2 separate regions of the Sus scrofa genome follow, and region 2 is linked to region 1. Evidence: chromatin contacts called from public Hi-C data. All regions are on one chromosome and are shown on one strand. Each heading gives the region's core, a stretch centred on a gene start, on an enhancer-like site or on the middle of the called end of the contact. The rest is flanking DNA. Distances are from core to core; before and after follow the strand shown. Region 1 has its middle 57 kb from the start of LRRC52. Region 2 overlaps RXRG (retinoid X receptor gamma).

Evidence for each region. A called contact is a pair of places that touch in the nucleus more often than the background predicts.
Region 2: a Hi-C map of adipose tissue shows a contact between it and region 1, with 6 times the contacts expected there. The contact joins two enhancer-like sites. A contact is called at or near these places in 1 of 5 promoter capture datasets (liver), 28 of 47 Hi-C or Micro-C datasets (adipocytes, adipose tissue, alveolar macrophages and 15 more) and 1 of 2 datasets of contacts at active chromatin or transcription factors (skeletal muscle).

The regions. Positions count from the first base shown.
Region 1 is chr4:85,145,498-85,151,968 of Sscrofa11.1, forward strand. No RefSeq gene overlaps it. Among named protein-coding and RNA genes, the nearest start is that of LRRC52, 57 kb to the right of the region's middle. Within about 2 kb of position 5,119, at least 36 of the 83 cell types and tissues checked have an H3K27ac peak or open chromatin away from gene starts, as enhancers often do. A contact at or near this core is called in adipose tissue, where this site is marked.
Region 2 is chr4:85,351,923-85,358,101 of Sscrofa11.1, forward strand. It overlaps RXRG (retinoid X receptor gamma), which reads left to right. Exons shown (of 10, transcript NM_001130213.1): 10 at 4,730-5,194. The coding sequence ends at 4,877. Among named protein-coding and RNA genes, the nearest start is that of MIR9849, 20 kb to the left of the region's middle. Within about 2 kb of position 1,364, at least 13 of the 83 cell types and tissues checked have an H3K27ac peak or open chromatin away from gene starts, as enhancers often do. A contact at or near this core is called in adipose tissue, where this site is marked.

The DNA.
Region 1 (6,471 bases), core at 3,869-6,368:
TGCGCAGCATGTCTTCCAGGTTGGGTGCACTGGACTCAGGCATCAGGGTTTGCAGAAGAGCTCATGCTTGTGTAATCATAAGCTTCTACCCAGAGCATCCTTAATGCTGCCATTTGCGGGTTCTCAGGTTGAGAAGATGTAACAGGAGCAGAGAAAGGAAGTGGGATGCTTCCCACTCCTGAGGGAAGCATCACAGTGTGAGCCTCTCTACTGGGACCCAGTGTTTTGGAAGGTGTCTGAGCCTTCTCACTCAAGGATGGTCCCATCAGAGGCTGGGGCTCCTCCCTGTGCACATGTGGCTCTTGGTTGATGGACAGGATATTGCTCTACCTCTTCAAAGATTTGGAAAGCTTTGGAGAGGAAGGGGAGGTAGAGAATGCTCAGAGAAGCATGAACAATCCTACTTTAGTTTCTGATGACCCCTGTTTCCCCCTCAAATCAGGAGATAATTTACAATTCACTTACTGCTAGTCTTCTATTAATTTATTAGAGTCATCATGATAATAAGACATAGAACACAGCATATTTACATTGGAAGAAGCTTAAAAATCTAATCTAGTCCTTCAATTGCATACAAGGGAAAAAGGAAGAGCTAACACTTATTAAGATGTTTTACATATGCTATAAATCTTACAAGATAGTTATTACCCCCATTTTATAGATAAGGAGATGCCACTCAGAAAAAAAGAAGTAACTGGCTAATGGTACGAGATAAGTGCCAGGACTGGGATTAGAACAAGGATTCCTGGTTCCTAGGCCACTTGTCTTTCAGTAACGACTTTAGCCCACATCGAGTGAGGTGGTGCTCTCCTAATTTTAATGCCCCAATCTATGTTCTCAGTAGAAAGTCATATCATCTAAAGAACTCGGACACTGCAGCTGGCCTTGTGGAGCAGCAGAAATAAATCCAACTAGTATCCATGAGGATGTAGGTTCCATCCCTGGCCTCGCTCATTGGGTCAGGGATCCTGAATTGCTGTGGCTGTGATATAGGCTGGCAGCTGTAGCTCCAATTCGACCCCTAGCCTGAGAACTTCCATATGCTGCAGGTGCAGCCCTAAAAAAAAGCAAAAAACAAAAACAAAAACAAAAAACAAAACAAAACAAAAAAAAAACTTGGACACTGCTCAGGAAAAACTGGAAGGTAGTATAAGGTCAGCCAATAGCCTTTCATTACTCAGCCTTGTTGGATCCCAATTCTAAACCCACTGGAACCCTGCCATGTGCTTTGCTTAGATTCCATTGAATATATGATTTATACAATACTACACATAGAAAATCCTAAAGATGCTACCAGAAAACTACTAGGGCTCACCAAAGAATTTGGCAAAGTTGCAGGATATTAATTAATTAATAACACACAGAAATCTCTTGCATACCTAAACACTAACAACAAAAGCTAAAAGAAAAATTAAGGAAACAGTCCCATTTACCATTGCATTGAAAAGAATAAAATACCTAGGAATAAACCTATCTAAGGAGGCAAAAGACCTGTAGTCCAAAAACTATGTCACTGGTAAGAGAAACTGAAGATGACACAGATAGAGGAAAAAAATTGTAACGTGTTTTTGGATTAAAACAATCCATATTAATTGACAGAACATTGTAAACCAATCATAATAAATTTTTTTAAAAGAATCTATCTATCTATCTATATTTGTCTTTTTAGGGTTGCACCTGCACCATATGGAGGTTCCCAGGCTAGGGGTCGAATCCGAGCTGTAGCCACCAGCCTACACCACAACCACAGCAACACCAGATCCGAGCTACATCTGTGACCTACACCACAGTTGATGGCAATGCTGGATCCTTAACCCACTGGGTGAGGCCTGGGATTGAACCTACATTATCATGGATACTAGTCAGATTTGTTTCTGCTGAGCCATGACAGGAATTCCAAGAATCAACATTGTTAAAATGACTATACTAGCCAAGGCAATGTACAGATTCAATACAATCCTTATCAAATTCCCAATGGCATTTTTCACAGAATTAGAACAAAAAATTTTTAAATTTGCATGGAAACACACAAGACTAAATAGCCAAAGCAATACTGAGAAAGAAAAATGGAGCTGGAAGAATCAGGCTCCCTGACTTCAGACTACACTACAAAGCTACAGTCATCAAAACAGTATGTTACTTGCACAAACCCAGAAATATAGATCAAGGGAAAAAGATAGAAAGCCCAGAAATAAACCCATGCACCTATGGTCAATTAATCTACAGCAAAGGAGGCAAAAATATACAGTGGAGAAAAGACAGTCTCTGTCAATAAGTGGTGCTGGGAAGTTGGACAGCTACATGCAAAAGAATGAAATTAGAACATTCTCCTACACCATACACCAAAATAAACTCGAAATGGATTAAAGACCTAGATATAAGGCTGGCTACTCTAAAACTCCTGGGATAAAACAGAGACAGAACACTCTTTGACATAAATCACAGTATCTTTTTGGATCTGTCTCTTAGAATAATGGGAATGAAAACAAAAATCAATAAATAGGACCTAGTTAAAGCTTTTCCATTGCAATAGAAACCATAAGCAAAATGAAAAGACAACTCATGGAATGGAAGAAAATATTTGCAAACAATGTGACTGACAAGGGATTAATCTATAAAATACATAAACAGTTCACACAATATCAAAAAACAAAAACAAAAACAATCCAATCAAGAAATGGTCAGAAGATCTAAACAGTCAGTTTCTCCAAAGAAGACTTACAGATGGCTAACAGGCCCATGAAAATATGCTTAACTTCACTAATTATTCACTAATTATTAGAGAAATGCAAATAAAAACTGCAGTGAGGTATTACTTCACACACAGAATAGCCATCCTCAGAAAGTCTACAAATAATATATCCTGGAGAGGGTATGGAGAAAAAGGAACCCTCCTACTCTGTTGGTAGATATATAAATTGGTGCAGCCAGTGAAGAACTGTATGAAGTTCCTTCAAAAACTAAAAAGAGATTCTGCAATCCCACTTCTGGATATTTATCCAGAGAGTTTAAAAATTCAATTCAAAAAGATACACGCACCGCAATGTTCATAGCAGCACAATTTACAATAGTCAAGACATGGAAGCAACCTAAATGTCCATTAACAGAGGAATGGGTATATTTAAAAGAATGAAATAATGCCATTTGCAGCAACATGGATGGACCTAGAGATTATACTATGTAATAATTAAGACAAATATCATATGGGTTATATGTAGAACCTTAAAAATGTGCAAATGAACTTATTTACAAAACAGAAAGAGACTCACAGACATATAAAACAAACTTATGGTTACCAAAGGGGAAAGGGAGGGAGAATTAACATATATATACACTACTATATATAAAATAGGTACCCAACTGTATATAGCACAGGGAACTATACTCAATATTTTGTAATAACCTATGATGGAAAAGAATCTGAAAAAGAATATCTATATATCTGTATACATCTGAATCACTTTGCCGTACACCTGAAACAAATGCAACATTGTAAATCAACTATACTTCAGTGAAAAAAAGAAAATATGACTGAGAGATATATTGGAGGAGCCTTGGTTCCAGAAGTGAGGAGTTGCTGAGTTAACCAGTCATCAGGGTCAGCTGAGAGAGAAAGGAATCCATGTTCAGTGTAACAGTGAAAATCGAGGAGAATTTTCCAAAGAAAAGAGGGACCAGGGAAAAAGAACCACAGATTGTGCAATGAGGAAGAAGAAAGAAGATGCAAAGAGAGCATTTCAGGACCTTAAGATGTAAGAGTCAGGGCAGCAGAAACAGAGCCCTCATTGAACATAGTCACTTGGGAGAAAGAGAGCACTCTGGTTGTCGTCCTGTGCCACCTTGTGGCCACCGTATCAGTTCCTACCAAACACTCTGCCTTCTCTCACTCCCATTCAACTCCAGCGCCCTCCACTTTGCTATACAATTTCAGAGTTCTATGAGGAAGGAGATACTGGACTCCAAATGGGGATAGAACCCCGTTCTTAAAAAGCACTGTTGAAACAAGAGAAATGCTTGAGGGACAAATGGAGGACTGACTGAGTAAAGCTGCTCAAGGGAGTGAAAATTAGTTACAGTAAAGCTTGTTTCCTAATACAGAGCGAGAAGACTGTCAAAACCCAAGGCAAGTAGCATTGATATACCAGCAATGGAAAAGAGAGATTTTCCCCTGCATTTATAATGTTCCTGGGAAAGGGACTCTACATAGTAAATTCAGAATTAGGAAAAGAAAGGGTCAGGAAACAGTAGACGCCAAACAACTGCCACTGAAGTTGTCGGAAAATTCAAGAGAGCCAGCGCTCTCCACTTTGCTATACAATTTCAGAGCGCTATGAGGAAGGAGATACTGGACTCCAAATGGGGATAGAGCCCCATTCAATCTCCTGATATCCCTACGTACATTTGAAAGTCAAAGTCAAAGTTACTTGAGTTGAGCCCACAGCAATGATTAATTTCAGTGATGGATCTCAGGGCACTGATTTCCTTGGCCTCTCCTTGGTAGCAATGTATTCTTCTCTACTACTGCATCAATGCACGAGGATTAATATTCATACTTGCAGTGGAGTAGAAATGAAAACTTTTTTTTTTTTTTTTTAGGGCCGCACCTGCAGCATATGGAGGTTCCCAGGCTAGCGGTCTAATCAGCGCTGTAGCCCCCAGCCTACACCACAGCCACAGCAACGCAGGATCTGAGCCGTGTCTGTTGCTGTTTTTCTGTCTCAGGAAGCAAACCTTGGGTTGGTGATCCAGATACCTCCTCTGGCGGGTTGATCAGATGCCTACAGAGATTACTGCCGGTGCGTGATAACCGGCGGGAGTGGGCTCCGCCGGGGATCCTTTCCACAACTCAGCACGGGTCCAGGGGATTCTCATTTCTTTGGGTTCCTCTGACACTGCTTTCCTAGGCCCACAGGAACCTTGACTGAAGGTCCTGGCCCCTGTCTTAACTGGTACTTTGGGCATTAGTGACTAACGACCACTTCACCAAACGAGCAAAAAGCAACCAACATTTCCTTCCAGCGTTATTTCCTCAGCCCCGCTCTCCCTGGGAACCGACCAGTCAGCGTCGGGCTTTGTGTGGCCGCGCCCGATTGGTGCGTTGCGAGGGTCCGTTCGAGAGGGCCGATCCCATTGGGCAGTCTCTCCGCGCGTTGTAGGTAATAGAGGCCAATCGGAAAGGCAGGAGCCCAGGCAGGGCCTGCCCCGTAGCAAGTGGCTGCCCAGAGGCGGCCCGTTACCTTAGCAACCGCGGAAGCTTGGGACCTGGGTCTGCAGATTAGCAGAGCGCAGAGCCCCATGCAGACCTAGGCATGCTGGGGACACTAAACCCAGTTTCTTGAGCACACCTTTCAGAATTGACAGGAGAGATGGGTTAGAAATGAATGCCTCATTTCTGTCACTTTTATTCTTTATCCCCTAAGTATTTTTGTGTGTCAACCTCAATGTAAAAATCCACTTGCCTTGACAGAGGCATAAGAAATACTTCTATGGGTCAATGCAACTGTTTAAAATAAGTAAACTGTGAAAACTTTGGCAGTCAGCCTTTCTCTCATTTCTCTACCTTTTCTATGAGAAAAACATGTGCCTTGCTTGTTATTTATATGCTTGCTAGACATTTGCATTCTTCTCACATGGAGAGATTACATCACGAATCCTTTCCATATTCTGAGATTTTCAGATACACTAACAGATGTAAGAAAGAGTAAAGGAACATTCTGAAGTCATTCAGAGTGGGATAGGAGTTGGCCACTATAAGGGACATTTCCCACCGTCTCATTCCTAATCGCTTTGGTTTAAAGATAACAGACTGCTTTTTCTTCTCAGGAGTGGAGGAAACTAATGGACAAAAGGAGGAATAAGCAGACAAGGGAAGGTGGGATCATGTGCCAGGCATTCTTGGATAGCTTCAATGTAGACAAATTTCCCTCTCCCAAAATAGTTTTAATTTTATTGTTATGTGGGTATACATTTTTTTTCCTTTTTTAAAAAGTAAGATTTTATTTTTAACAGCAGTTTTAGGTTTGAAGAGCTGGATTTCCCATACACCTTCTCACCTCATGCACATAGTTTCTGCGTTATCAACATCCTTCACCAGAGTGGTGCACTTACTACAACTGGTGAACCTATAATGACACATCATCATCACCCAAGTTTACCTTAGGGTCCACTCTTGATGTCTGTTCTATGGGTTTGGACGAATTACGTATGTATTTTAGGAAATGACCCCAAAGTAATAATAGGTTACCCCCAAGAAAGAGTAGGTTAATAGCTGGTTGATTTCAGTTTGGAATTTAAAATGAAGAAGAAGGAAAAGAAGAAATATAACTATTAAGTAATGTACTGATTTTCTCGTTTGGCTTTGAAGGCAGTTCCAAGAGTAATTCCATAGATATTCTGAGCAAGGTTGTCATGTCACCTGGCAGTCAGTAGACATATAGCTTCCTGTGAGGACTCCTTTGAAAAGGAATATTC
Region 2 (6,179 bases), core at 114-2,613, 200 kb after region 1:
GGAAGTTGTGACAACAGCTTCCCAGTGTCAGTAGTTAACACACCACAGGTTTCTTTCGTTCTCACAAATCAGTCCTGGGTCATCAATCTAGAGCAGTGACTCTCTTCCACACCATCACTCAGGGACCAGCCTCCTTCCTTCTTGTGGTTCCACCACGTCCCCAGCCACATTGTGTTTTGCATCCTGATGATGGAAGGGAAGCTGGGGGCATGGAGGTGAGATTATATGGGCAGCACCTAGATCTGGAAAGGGCCCCCTCCCTTGAGTCTCCTCCATTGGCTAAGACTTGGTCATGTGGACCAGCCAGCCAGCTGCAAAGGAGACTGGAGAATGTATGCTGCTGGATGCCAAGGAAGAAGGGGAGAATGGGTTTTGGTGGACACCGGCAGTCTCTCCTCCAGCTGTAGTGGGAGGGATTGAAAGAGCTTTACCTAACCTGCAGGGCCAGGCCACCAGCATCAGCTCAGCCTCTGGCCAATGGGAGCTGACCCCAAGCCCTGTGCTGGATGATATCCACCGAGTCTCCCAGCTGTAAGGATAGTTTACACCTGTTCTTTGTGTGTGCACATATTGTGTGCCAGGCATTAGGGCTAAGAAGGCTCATACTCATCTTTTTCCTGAAACTGGCTCTAGGTACTGCTGTTTATCTCTTAAAGAAACAAAACTCTCTCTTTTTTTTTTTCTCATTGTAAAAGCCAAGCATGCTTTGGCAGGAAATAAGGAAAATATTTTTTAAAAAATAAAATGAGTAATAAAAATTAATTGTAAATTTTGGAGGTATATTTCTTTATAGTACCTTTAAGTACCAATGTATGTATACATAGAAATATGTATTTATAGATATGAAGCCATACAGGTTGGTGTATTTTTTCCCTCTGTTAGCTATTTTAGGCATTTTATCAGATGTTGAAAAGTATAAAATGCTTGTTTTCAAAGATCGCGTAGTATTTCACAGGGTGGAGGAATCCTAATGCATTTAGTCATTGCCCCGTGGTTGATATTTAGATTGTTTCTAATGAATATCACTTTAAAGACTGTGGAACTTGTCTGTTTTCCCAGGAAGGCGGCTGCCAGGGGTCTGGGCTGCCTCCAGGCATTAGGGAGAGATGCCAACACTTGTTGCCTGGCCTCAGGCAGAGCCTGGAAGTTCAGGGAGGGCTGCAGAGACTGGCCTCTGCATGACTCCTAGGTGTGTCCAGTACAGCCTGGACAGAGGGTGACCACCCTGAGGTTGAGCAGGTCCCTCAGGGATGTCACCTGGCTCAACCAGGCAGGCAAGTGTGCCGAAGGTGGTCATCTCTGGTTTGCAGAAAGTGGTTAAAGGAGTTGCAGGCACAAAGGGCCCGCCAAGGCCATTTTCTCAGTGGTGAAGGGCTGCCCCTCCGTGGAGACTTTTCAGAAGTGCACCTCCGGGGTGAGTGAGTGCTGCTTCCTCCAGTCAAAAAAGCAGAGATCAAACCCAGGAGGGGGCGGAGCTTGCGACAACCTTCTCTCCCGGCCGGGGGGCGGGCAGAACAGGTGCTTTCACAGGCTTCGAGTCCCCCTCGCTGCCAACCCTGTGAATGAGGAATGTAGCAGCTCTGACTATTAGTGGGTGTGTTTATAGTCCTGACCTCAGCTTCTAAACCCGGGAAGGCCAGCAAAGAGTGGTGTTAGAGCATGGTTAGCTTTTTACACGTTGTAAAACTTTGGCCTTTCTGGAGTGAAAAAAATTCACCCTTGGAGCTCATCTCGGCCAAACTTCTCACTTTACAGAGAAGCCATTTCCTTTGCCTAAGTCTATAAAACTCTCACAGCAGAGTCACGATTAGGAGTTCAGTCTCCTGATTCTTTATCTAACAGCCTCTTCCCTGCACAGTGATACTATTCAGATGCACTCAGAGGTTTACATTAACATTTTTGAAGGTTTGTGTTGGCTTTGGTATAGACCTTTAATTTTTCCACGTAAGGAAGTAATTCTTACCTTTTGAGGTGGTGCCTCTTTCTCTTTCTTTCTTTCTTTCTTTCTTTCTTTCTTTCTTTCTTTCTTTCTTTCTTTCTTTTTGTCACATTTCTTTAAACCTTGGTGCAGTGTGAATATAGACCTATACCCATTCTCAAGGGGTATTAAAAGTCCAATCTGAAAACTTTGCATGAAATAATGTCATGACATCCAATGAAGATCCAGCCCCACGGGGAGTTGCTGGTTTAAGGCCTTAGTAACTAGCAGGATTTCGGCTTTTGTACTTCTTATTGGAAGTTGTGAGTACAGTTGTTTGATTTCCAGTCATTATCATGAATAACATTAAAAATGATCTTCATTGGCAAAAAGGATTTTGAGAGAAGAAGGATCAGAGAAACAGGTTGGAAATGTGGCAGATCGAGGTGCCTGAGTGTAGGTGTGAAGCTGATTCCTTCACACACGAGTCTCTCTCCCTTTGGTGAGTCTCACAGCTAAGGTCCTTAGTTATAGAAGAGTGTGTATACACATGCATGTATGTGAGAGTGTGGGAGGGCAGGTGAGAATGGAGGAGGGGAGTGACTCAGCAGTAATGAACCTGACTAGCATCCACGAGGATTCAGGTTTGATCTCCGCTTCACTCAGGGGTTAAGGATCCAGCCTGGTTGTGAGCTGTGATATAGGTCATAGACACGGCTCAGATCCTGCATTGCTGTGGTAGTGGTGTAGGCCAGCAGCTGCAGCTCCAATTCGACCCCTGGCCTGGAAACTTCCATATGCTGCAGGTTCGGCCCTAAAAAAAAAAGACAGAGAGAGAGAGAGCGGGAGAGAATAGAGAAGAATGTGTGTGTAAAACATACATGTGTGAACATGTGCAAGCTCATGTGTGAGGGTGGTAAGCGTGTAAGTGAACTGTGTGCATGTGTGTGTATATGTGAGAGTGGTGAGGCTTGTGTGTACACATGTGTGGGAGGCATGTGTGAGTGTGTGTGCATGCACTCGTGTGTTGGTATTATCTTCCCAAACAGATTGTGGGCACCTCAGGAATGGAGACTGGTATAATTTAAAGGTAAGAACATCCATGCTGCTGCAAATAGTGTTATTTCATTTTTTATGGTTGAGTAGTATTCCATTGCATACATGTACCACATCTTTATCCGTTCAGCTGTCAATGGACGTTTAGGTTGTTTCCATGTCTTGGCTATTGTAAATAGAGCTTCCGTGAACACTGGGGTGTATATGTCTTTTCAGATTAGAGTTTTCTTCAGACATATGCCCAGGAGTGGATCATATGGTGGTTCGATTTTCTTTTCTTTTCTTTTTTTTTTCTTTTTTTTTTTTTTTTAAGGAACCTCCATACTGTTCGCCATAGTGGCTAGAGAGTATCCTATTAAGTAAAGTAAGTCAGACAGAGAAAGACAAATATCATATGCTATCACTTAACATGTGGAATCTAAAAAAAAGCATACAAATGTACCTATTTACAAAACAGAAATAGATCGTCAGACATAGAAAACAAACTTATGGTTACCAAAGGGGAAAGGAGGAGGAGGGATAAATTAGGAGGTTGTGATTAACGAATACACACTACTACATATAAAAGAGGTAAACAAGGTCCTACTGTACAGCACAGAGAACTCTACTTAACATCGTGTAATAAACTATAACGGAAAAGAATCTAAAAATGAATATGTATAAATGCACATATGTATGTATAACCGAATCACTTCACTGTACACCTGAAACTAACACAAGATTATAAATCAACTCTATTTCAATAAAATTAAAAAAAAATAAAGTCACACTTCTCAGGCAAAAAACTAAATAAATAGAATTTAAAAATGAAGGTAAGCACAGACTAAGAAGCTGGTGTACAAAATGGTTATAAACTGGCCACAGAAATGTGGTAACTGAGACACAGTGAGGTCTCATTGCTTAAAACAAGTGTTCCTGTGGAGTTCCTGTTGGTGTTCAGCAGTAATGAATCCGACTAGTAACTATGAGGTTGCGGGTTTGATCCCTGGCCTTGCTCAGTGGGTTAAAGAACTGGCGTTGTCCTGAGCTGTGGTGTAGCTCGCAGATGCAGCTTGGATCCTGTGTTGCTCCGGCTGTGGCTGTTGCCGGCAGCAGTAGCTCTGATTCGACCCCTAGCCTGGGAACTTCCATATGCTGCAGGTGTGGCCTTAAAAAAGCAAAAAAAAAAAAAAAAAGTGTCTGTGGTGTGAGGAAAGCATGGTGTGGCAAGGAGGCAAGGAGATGAGAACTGCTGGTTCAAAATCGGGGGCTGGTCCTGGACCCCAGAACCTCCTGCAGTGCCTGGGGCATGGTGCATGAAGACCTTCGTCCAGTGGATACATCTGTGGAGTCTTCGCATCTGCTGTGCAGTGTGCTCTATTCTAAGGGCTTCAGCACATCTGCCCAGGAGCCCTTGGGCACAGGGCATGAAAGGAACACCAGCTGGTTAGGGTGGGAGATGCAAGTCAACATAAGCAGGCTTCCTCTCACCGACCACGAATGGAAGTGCAGAGGGCAATTCCGGGACACGGCCGCAGAATTCAAGAGCTTCCCAAGAGCTCGCAGCACCCACCTTCTACCTTTAGGAAACTGAAAAAGACCTCTAGCCTATTTCTGAAGCTTCCCAGGATTAGAGATGTTCCAGCTGTCTTAGTTTCCGCTTTGAGGCTCTTTCTTCTAATCAGAGATTGATCAAGAAGACCAAAGGATCCTGCAGGCAGCTGCCCTATGCATGCCACCCCGCTCCCCTTCCTAATGTCTCCTGCTTCCCTGCAGGTTTGCCAAGCTGCTGCTGCGCCTCCCAGCCCTGCGCTCCATCGGCTTGAAGTGCCTGGAGCACCTTTTCTTCTTCAAGCTCATCGGGGACACGCCCATTGACACCTTCCTCATGGAGATGTTGGAGACCCCGCTGCAGATCACCTGAGCCCCACCAGCCACAGCCTCCCCACAGAGGACCAGCCTGGGCAGGTGTGTGTGGACCCCCATCCTGCACACGTTCCTCCACCTCCCACCCTGACCCCTTCCCATTCCCCAAACGTGATGCTTATAATAAAGAAATCTTTCTACATACACGACTTTTTATAGGTGGAGTTTTGTATAGATGTCAAAGGTGACCTTCTTTGCTATCTAAGGGACTGGGGATCTTTCTGGAAGTTCTTGGGAAAACTAACCAAGCCTCTGTACATATAATTGGTTTAAATTATTTTTTCATTTGCCTTGGAAAGCCAGTGAACGAATAAAAGTAATATATATGTAATATTGGCACTGCTTGGACCATGAGGTGAGTTATTGTGCTGCAGGACAGTTATATCAGATGTGGGAGGAAAGGTCTCAGGGGTTCAAGATGGGGAATGAGGCTGGGGTCCTGAAACAATCCCATAGTTAGGTACCCCAAGTCTAAGCTGGGCACAGCCTGCTTTGCCCCAGGGTCTCCCTTGGAGAAATGAGGAAGAAACCTTGTCTTTCAGAGTCAGTTTGGTTTTTTGGTTTTCGTCTGCCTTTTGCTTTTTTCCTCCCTAGAATAATGAGTACTAAGAGCCTTGTCTGATTGGGGGGTAATGGAGTATAAGGCCAAGAGGAGATGTTCTCTTGATGGGGGGAGATTTTTGGATCCTGGGAGTTGGTGGGAGGTGCTGGCAAAGGAAAGGATTTTCTGTCTTTAGCTAGCACCAGCAGCAAAAAGACCAGAGTGCGCCAAGTTTGTTTATCATCATTATGTAACTCTGCGAAACCTGTGCTTAAAATAGAAAGAGAGGAGTTCCTGCCGTGGTTCAGTGGGTTAAGCACCTCGTGTTGTCTTGGTGAGGATGCAGGTTCAATCCCTGGCCTCAGTGGGTTAAGGATCTGGCATTGCTGCAGGCTGTAGCTTGGGTTATAGATGCAGCTTGGATCTGGTGTTGCTATGGCTGTGGCATGGGCCAGCAGCAATAGCTCCAATTTGGCCCTTAGCCAGAGAACTTCCATATGCTGCACGTGTGGCCATAAAATAAAATAAAATTAAAAAGGAAACGAGAAAACCTCTTCTAGCTTTGAGCCCTACTGTCTGCTGGACAGTGAGCTCCTTGAGGGTGGAAACTATCTGACACCACAGCCAGCCTACAGCCCATCTTCTTCAAGTCACCTTTCTGTCATCTGCAAGAACAGGGCTTAATGGATACAGACTTCTAAGCTGTGATTCATATGGTGCCCCTGAGGGTTGTAGAGTGTACAACCTGAACAGCTGCAC